Regions from separate parts of the Mus musculus genome. Here region 2 is linked to region 1. A link is a contact called in public promoter capture Hi-C data. All regions are on one chromosome and are shown on one strand. Each heading gives the region's core, a stretch centred on a gene start, on an enhancer-like site or on the middle of the called end of the contact. The rest is flanking DNA. Distances are from core to core; before and after follow the strand shown.

Region 1 (4,074 bases), core at 1,394-3,893:
TTAAGACAGTATTACTATCTAGAGGATACACGATACATAAAAATCAAACTGCAAAATATTTAAGGTTTTAAGAGTTCACAATGGAGTTTATGTTTTAAGTGTGGATGGGATGAACTAGATGCAGCCAAACAATGCCTGTTCCTCCAGTGAAATTGATATTGCTAGGAAGTCTCTTTAAGTGGGGTGGGGGTGGGTGGGCAGGCCTGCTGAGAGGCTGCTTTCGGGAAACCCAGCAAGGCTGGAAACACAATGAAGCTGTTAACCTATTTGTGTTCTGGAGGGACGGTGCCGCAGGTCTTCATATAACCCTGTAAGACGTCTGTTATCTATTGTGCTGGGCCCCAGTGTACGCCGGCCTGAGTGAATGGGAACACAAAAATATCACCAGAAAGGGCTATTTTCTTAAGAGCTAAGAACCATGGGGATTATACTTAACTGGTTATCAAACTATAAAGACGTTACCGTTCAATACAGACCTCAGAAAAATCAAATTAAGCTGTGCTAAGGTCTATAGGTATAATGTCAGAAGGGAACATATACCCAAATCACATAACTGTAACCACAAAAGGGAATTGAAGCATACCAATGCCATGGAGGAACACACCTCCTTTTCCTGCATGGAACTGGGAGAATGGACAAGGTCTGAGTCGCCTCCTCAGTTCACCCCAACTACTTAGGGATGGCTGGAGGCTTAAAAAGCTAAACCACATCACTCCCGCACATAAGGACAATATGAACAATTTTAAGAAATTCTATCTTCACCAAGAGGATTTACTCTTTAAGTCTGTTGAGCAAATAATTAAGATACACCTGCACTAAATTCATAAACTTACCAAAAAAAGGTTTATGAAGCTCCAAATAAAAGGAAAAGTATACATGTGTACACTCCCCACCCCCAATACTGTTGAATTTCAGAGTTCTTGTGGCTCTTTTTTTTAATCTTAACTGTTTATTTATGCTTTAAGGACACAATAATGATTATTCAGTTGCTTTATTGACTTGACATTGCTTTCCATGCTAATGGGCAACACTGCACTGTTGACAGAAACTCACACTGAGTGGGAAGGCAATCTCCAATTAGAAGCTGGCAACACAAGCCCCACCTGGCACATGGCATGGAAATAACACAAGGCTCACCACAAACGGGTCATTAAAGGCATGTCAGGAAAATGCGAGGAAAAGGGCTACAGCGGGAGTCACAGTATGGATCTCAGGGGGGAATGACCGAAGTCAAGGCATAAGGCAGAATTCATCATGGTGATCGTGGTGGTTAGACAGCTCCCCCATAAGGATGCGTAGACAATTTCTCAGCTGTAGCTCCCTAAGCTTTCTCCGGATCTCTCTCATCTCCTCCATGAACATTTCCATATCATCTCCATCTCCACCCAACCCGTCATTCATCTGCCTGTTGGGAATGGCCCATCGGAAGTTAGGGGCAAGTCGGCGAGCCTGGCCTCTTCGGTGGTGGTTGTGGTTATGGTTGTGGTTGTTGTTGTTGTTGTTTGCAGCAGGCTGGTGGCCCTCACCTCCTCCCACAGGGCGGTCTTCCTGTCCATTCTGCAGGGGCTGCTCCATCTCTTCGTTTTCCTGGTGGACATTGGCCATGATGAGATTTTGTTTCCTGGTTGCTATTCTTTGAACACAAGCAAGACAGGGCAAGGGGAGGAAAAAAAAAAAAAAACCCAAACTGAATGCTCGATGCAGTGACCAGCAAAAGTCAGAGATTAACAACAAGGATTTTCATTATTATTTTTTTCCCACCTTAGAGTCTCCAGGCAACCTCTAGGGAGCCTCCATTTCGAGCCCCTCCCCCCTCCCAGCTCTCTGTCCCCTCCCTCCCCCAAAGCCCACCATTTTTTATTTCCCAGGATCCTTTCCCTGAGCTTTCAGCCACCAAAATGGAGGACTGAGAAGAAGAGTAGTGTGGAGTGGGGGCTCTCACAGGGGTCCTAGACAGGGCTTTCCCCAACCTCCCCCAGCCACCCACCCCACCCCCACCGCCACTGAACCAACCTGGGCCTATCCCTTGCGGCGTAGTCCTCCTGTCAATTCCCGCTGCCGCCTGGACTCTCGGCTTCCAGTCAATCTGCAGACAGGGTGGGATGGGAAGGACTGGGCGCCGAGCTCAGCACCGCACCCGCCTTCCTCGGACCCACCGCCCATCCCCCTACACGGCCGCCCACGATCTCTAGCAGCCCCGTCCCCATCCCCGTCCCCATCCCCGTCCCCATCCCCGTCCCCATCCCCGTCCCCATCCCCATCCCCGTCCCCGTCCCCGTCCCCGTCCCCGCTCTCCGGGGCTCGCTCTAGCGCTCTCCGCTGCGGGCCCGCCCAGCCGCCCCTCTCCCGGGACCCCCGCGCCGTCCCCGCCCCTGAGCCCGGGCGTCCCTTCCCGGGCGCAGCCGGGGTTCCCCGCGCGGTGCACAAAGCCGCGGTGCGCGCCCGCCCGTCGCGAGGCTGTCGCCCGCAGGGCCGCGGCGTGCAGGCCCCTTACCTGTCCCGCTCGCCTCGGGCCCGCTGCCAGCCCGCCGCGCGCAGAGGAGCTCCGAGCTGCTGGCCAGACGCTCGTGACGACTGCACCCAAGGCTGCGTCGCTCTGCAGCCCCGGGTCACGTGAGGGCCCTGCGTCACTGCCAAGCCCGCTCCCCCTGTTCGGGAGGCCAGTGCGACAGGAGGCCCCGCCCCCGCCTCCCCGCCGCCAGTGCTCACCTCGGGCCCCACCCGTCACTCATCCGGATCCTCACCAATCTGAGGAACCACAAGTGGCATCACCATCAGGAGGTTGGACATCTCCCTTCCCTGTTACCAGGGAGGGTCTGCACCATCCTCTATGTCTCCCTCCCACTATAGCCAGGTCTTGGCTTTGGCCTTCTTTGAGATTCCTCTCCACCTTATCCAAATGTTTTCTCCAGAACTTCTCCCCATAACACACCAAGAGATAGAGAGTGGGGTAGACTGTACATATTTCTCTTTATTTCCTTAAAACATACACACACAGGTACACACACACATACACAACCCCACACACAAGCGCGCGGGTACACACACACACACACACATAGGCATGATCAGCATGATTTAGAAAATTCAAAATTATAAGGACCACTCCTTTTTTGGAACGCTGGGGATTGATCCTCTAGCTTAATAATTGCTGGACAAGCTGTCTTCTACCGAGGTGTATTTACAGACCGCTCCAGCCCCTGCCCCCCAACACACACACTTTTTAAACTAAAAAGAAAAAAGAGTACAGTGCCTGTCTATGTTGTTGGGGCTGCCCTTGAATTTCATTCCTTCTACATCAGCCTCCCTTGTAGCTAAGGTTAAAAGGCTTGCACTATCAAGGCTGGTGAGTTTTCAGTTTTGAAAAAAAAAATATGCTTCATTCTGCAAAATGAAAAGAAAAAAAAGTGCTATTTATACTATCACACAGAAAAATATCTTCTCTAGGTTTGGGGTGTCAGTTTTGAAATACCCTGTACTCGTCTGTTACAATTTTTTCTTTAAAAAGAAAGGACACTTGCTGAATACAACTAATGCTTTAAAACAATTCTGGAATCGTTCCTACAGAAAGAAGTCATACTTTTCTATGATTTTGGAGGTGTGGCAGGTTCTCAGTTGTAATCCCTGACTATATGGAGCTCACTCTATTTAACAGGATGCCCTCAAATTTGGGGTGATCTTCCCTGCCTCTGCCTCCTCCTTCTGCCTCCCAAGGCCTGGTGTTATCTGAGATGTCTCTGATTCCACAGTCCTCAGGAAAAAGAGCCATTTGAATTCTTGGCTTTCCTCTCCAAGCCTTTCAACCCACCCTATAAATAATAAGCTGAGAAATATAACATATCTAGAAGTTATCCCCAAACCTTCTACTCTGGTATAAATGCCTCAAGAAATATTAGAACTAAGCAAAGGATGGATGAACTTGGTGTGAAAACTCATACTGAAGGCAACTGTTTCTTCCACCCTGAAATCGCTGTACAAAGTGTCATTCTGTGGCCCAGACAAGCCTGGAGTTGAAATCGGTTTCTTTAAAAGTAAATAAAACAAACAAACAAAGGTCACAGGTAGAAGGTAGAT
Region 2 (3,637 bases), core at 746-3,245, 780 kb before region 1:
TTATATATGTAAATGCACATGTTACACAGTAAAGAGAGACTGTTTTAAGGTTAGGGGAGGAAGATATGCAAAAATAGGGAAGGAGATGATCAAACTCACATAGCAAACTTGGGTCAGAAACCAGAACTGGATTCCTTCTTTCTATTATCCTTAGAGGGACCCTTTCCCTCCCCTCTTATCCATATTCTACCTCTGTGTGTGTGTGTGTGTGTGTGTGTGTGTGTGCGTGTGCGTGCGTGTATAAGAGGTTAGAAATGTGGCACCATGGTTAAGAGCATATGATGTCTTGCAGTTGACCCAAATTCTGTTCCCAGCATCACATTCAGCCTGTTCCCCGCCACCTGTAACTCAAGTTCTGCTGTCTTTGGCCTCCATACACACCTGCAGTCTCATGCCCATGCCCACTCTTGATTTGCACACAATTGAAAGTAAATTATTTTTAAAAGTTGAGCCTATATTGAAAAGCCCTGTCGCATCACCAATGTTAGGTATAACATTTAAATGCTTGCATGAGAGAATTCTCCAAAACACTGCCTTCTGATAAAATAATTTACATGAACACCTTTAAGAAATTATTTGTATAAATCAGCCCACCCTAAACTTGCTCTACTTCCCTCATCAGGGATGCAAGGCGGGTGGTATGCTATAGGACTCTTCCAGAGTTTACCTTTGGGGATACCCAACAGAAGTAAGGCAATGGAAGTAAGGAAGTAAGGAAGGGGGAAATGACTAGTTTATAGGGCAAGCATATAGCTCAGTTGGTAGAAAGCTTATCTAGCACGCATGAGGTTCAGGTTTCAAGCCATAGTACTGAAAAAAATATAAATTTGAACTGATTAAAACACACTAAGCTTAGTTGGACATCACAAATGTCTGTAATCCCAGCACTTGGGAGGCAGGTTTGAGGACCAGGAGTCCAAGGTCATCTTCCAGGCATAAGCAGTTTTGCTGATGGTCTAACCTATGAGAAATACTGGTCTCAAAGCAACAATGGGGAAAAAAAAAGACTAATTTCCCGGTACAATTTGGTTTAGGGTGAGGTTAAAATTGAGAAAGAGGAGGCTCGAGCTTGAAAGGTGCTTTCATAAGATCCACTGATCGATTTGGCTCTCTCAAATTTACTCTGTAGTGTACCGGAAACGAAAGGGGTTAAACTTTTGCAGATGAATCTAAAAATCAAGAGTTGGGGTTTAGGAGTCTCTGCGTATGGATGGGGGCGGGGGTCACGAAGAGGTAAAAGGGGAAGATCTGGATGGGAAGAATTACTAGAGTGCAAAAAGGAAAGGGGGAGAAGAAAGAAGGTGCAGGGAAGCTGGTCTTCAGAAAAATCAGGGGGCAGTGGGTGAAAACAGGGAGGAGCTGGGAAGAGCCTTGGTCAAAGGAAGATGGGGGAGGGGGCAGCCCGCAGCTCAGGCTTGCACGAGGGACCAGGAGGAACCCTGCAGGAGTGCAACCTGGCGTCCTCTTGCCCCGCCTGGCAGTGGGAAGTCCACCCCTGTTCTGGGAAGAGCTCCTTTACCTGTTGGTGTGAAACCGGTGGAGCGGATCCGTGCGATGGCAGGAGGAGAGCTGGCAGCCGAAGTCGCTGATGTCCAGGCAGCCAGGTTCCTCGCTGGGGCAGGTGCCCACCCCGCGAGGAGCTCCTAGGAAAGGGAAGGGCTCCTCTGGGGTTAAAAACTTCTCATAGGAAGTGGTGGCCGACGCCTCGTCGGACATGGTGGGAGATGGGCCGGCTTGGTCTCACTGGCTGCAGATGGGCTACTCTGGCACTCGCCCCTTCCCCCACGCTAACCTGGCCGCGGTGGCCTCCGCCCCCGAGTGTGCCCACCGCAGCCGCCCGAGGAGGGGAGGGCTCTGCACAAAGGTTGCTGCGAGGCCGCAGCAGCCCACCGGCCACACAGTCCGCTCCTCTGAAACCTCAGAAGCCGCCGCCACCGCCGCCAAGCCCGACGAGTCACTGCGGCGCCGCCGCCCGGCCCGGCCGCCCCGCCCACTGCGCTCGCTGCTCGCTGCCCGCTGCGGCTTCGGTCCGCCCCGTGGCCGCTGCCAGCTCCTGGGCTACCCGGAGCCGCTGCCCTTGCCCCCTGCCGGAGTGGAGGAGGAACTGAATGTCAGTGTCTTAAGCCCAGGGCGACCCAACCGGCCCGGTGCTCTACGCGGTCCCCAATTCTGGGATGCTTGAAGGGCCCACATCTCAGCCAAGCCCGCCCCCCTCGCCCCTCCTCCTCCTCCTCCTCTTTCTCCTCGTGCTTCCCACTCGCACTCCACGGCCAAACAGCAACAGTAGCCCTTAGGACTAGGGACTTAGCCAAGGTCATACTGAGGGAATATATGAAAAACGAGTCCCAGGTGCCCTTGAACACGTGGGACCACCCTGTCTCGATTCTACTTGTACTGGGCTCCTGCAGTAGGTGTGCCCAGCCAAAGCAATGAGCTGTAAGAGAAATGGACCATAGAGTGAGGAAGGAGAAAAAAAATGCCGCCTCACTTGTAAGTGGCCTCGCTTCAAAAACCCTGATAAAGCGGCTAGGCTGCTCAGAGATGCTGGGACTGTAATGTTCTTTTGTGTTCTGAGCTTTCTTTCCCTCGTAGTGTTTGGAATGTCCTGCCATTCTCCTCTGCTAATCCTTAAATCCCCAGCTCAAGCGCTAGCTTCTTGGTGAAGCCTTCCCTATCTCCCAAAGGAGACTTAGGCACTACCGCTGTTAGGTCCTGCAACCCTGCTTCCGTCGATATTATGGAGCTTAACTTGTTTGACTTAAATCAACTTACGAGGTATCACATGGTGCTCTTTGCTCCTGGCACTTCACTTCTGTGTTCTAGACAAGCGATTTTAAATCTTGGAGGCCTGGTTTTGTTTTAATATTCAGCTTTTTTAAAAGCCTGGGAAAAATCTCTGGAATAATTCTGATTGATCTTGAGTGAAGGATCCCAAATTCCTTATATAAAATATATAAATATATAACTTACATATAACCTACACACATTCTTCAAAATACTTTAAATCATCTCTAGGGTGCATAAATGCTATGAAAAGTTATGGTAATTTGTTTGAAGAATAACAAAAATCTGCATTTTAAAATACATGGGTATGATGGGACTTGAACCTAGGCCCTTGGGCATGCCTGTAGGACTGTTCAACCACATAGCTACACACTCAGCCCTTTCTCTCATGAGGATTTCCCCCACTCCCACCAACATGATTTTGTCTAAGGATGTGGATTCTAGAGATAGAGATAGCCACCTCTCCATTGTAGATGCAGGTATTTAGATACCTACCAGATGTGGCTCTTTTATTTAGATTGTTTTTTTTTTAAAGTATTGCACTGAGAACGTGGCTTTCAAAGTTATCATTCCTTAAGATGTAATTGGGTTGACCAATTAAAGCACTATACAAATGATGTTTTGCATCATAGTCCCCAGTGTACAAATCCACAGAAGTCTATCTGGGATTAGTGAGGTTAAATGAGCCATAGCTTATACAAAGGAAGGTGTGATGGTGTGAATATATTTGGCCCAGAGAGTGGCACTATTTGGAGCTGTGGCCTTGTTAGAGCAAGTGTGGCCTTCCTGGAGTAGGTGTGTCACTGTGGGTGTGGGCTTTAAAACCCTCATCCTAGCTACCTGGAAAGTCAGT

Evidence for each region. Promoter capture Hi-C pulls out the DNA fragments that hold promoters and counts their contacts.
Region 2: a promoter capture Hi-C map of stem cell-derived epiblast-like cells shows a contact between it and region 1, with 2.9 times the contacts expected there. The contact joins the promoter of Fam199x here to the promoter of Bex3 in region 1. A contact is called at or near these places in 4 of 39 promoter capture datasets (cranial neural crest, maxillary cranial neural crest, pre-B cells and 1 more).

What each region holds. Positions count from the first base shown.
Region 1 is chrX:136,268,822-136,272,895 of GRCm38.p6, reverse strand. It overlaps Bex3 (brain expressed X-linked 3), which reads right to left and starts at 2,643. Exons shown (of 3, transcript NM_009750.2): 1 at 2,495-2,643; 2 at 2,014-2,086; 3 at 918-1,633. The coding sequence starts at 1,605. The coding sequence ends at 1,231.
Region 2 is chrX:137,047,952-137,051,588 of GRCm38.p6, reverse strand. It overlaps Fam199x (family with sequence similarity 199, X-linked), which reads right to left and starts at 1,995. Exons shown (of 6, transcript NM_146261.2): 1 at 1,520-1,995. The coding sequence starts at 1,716.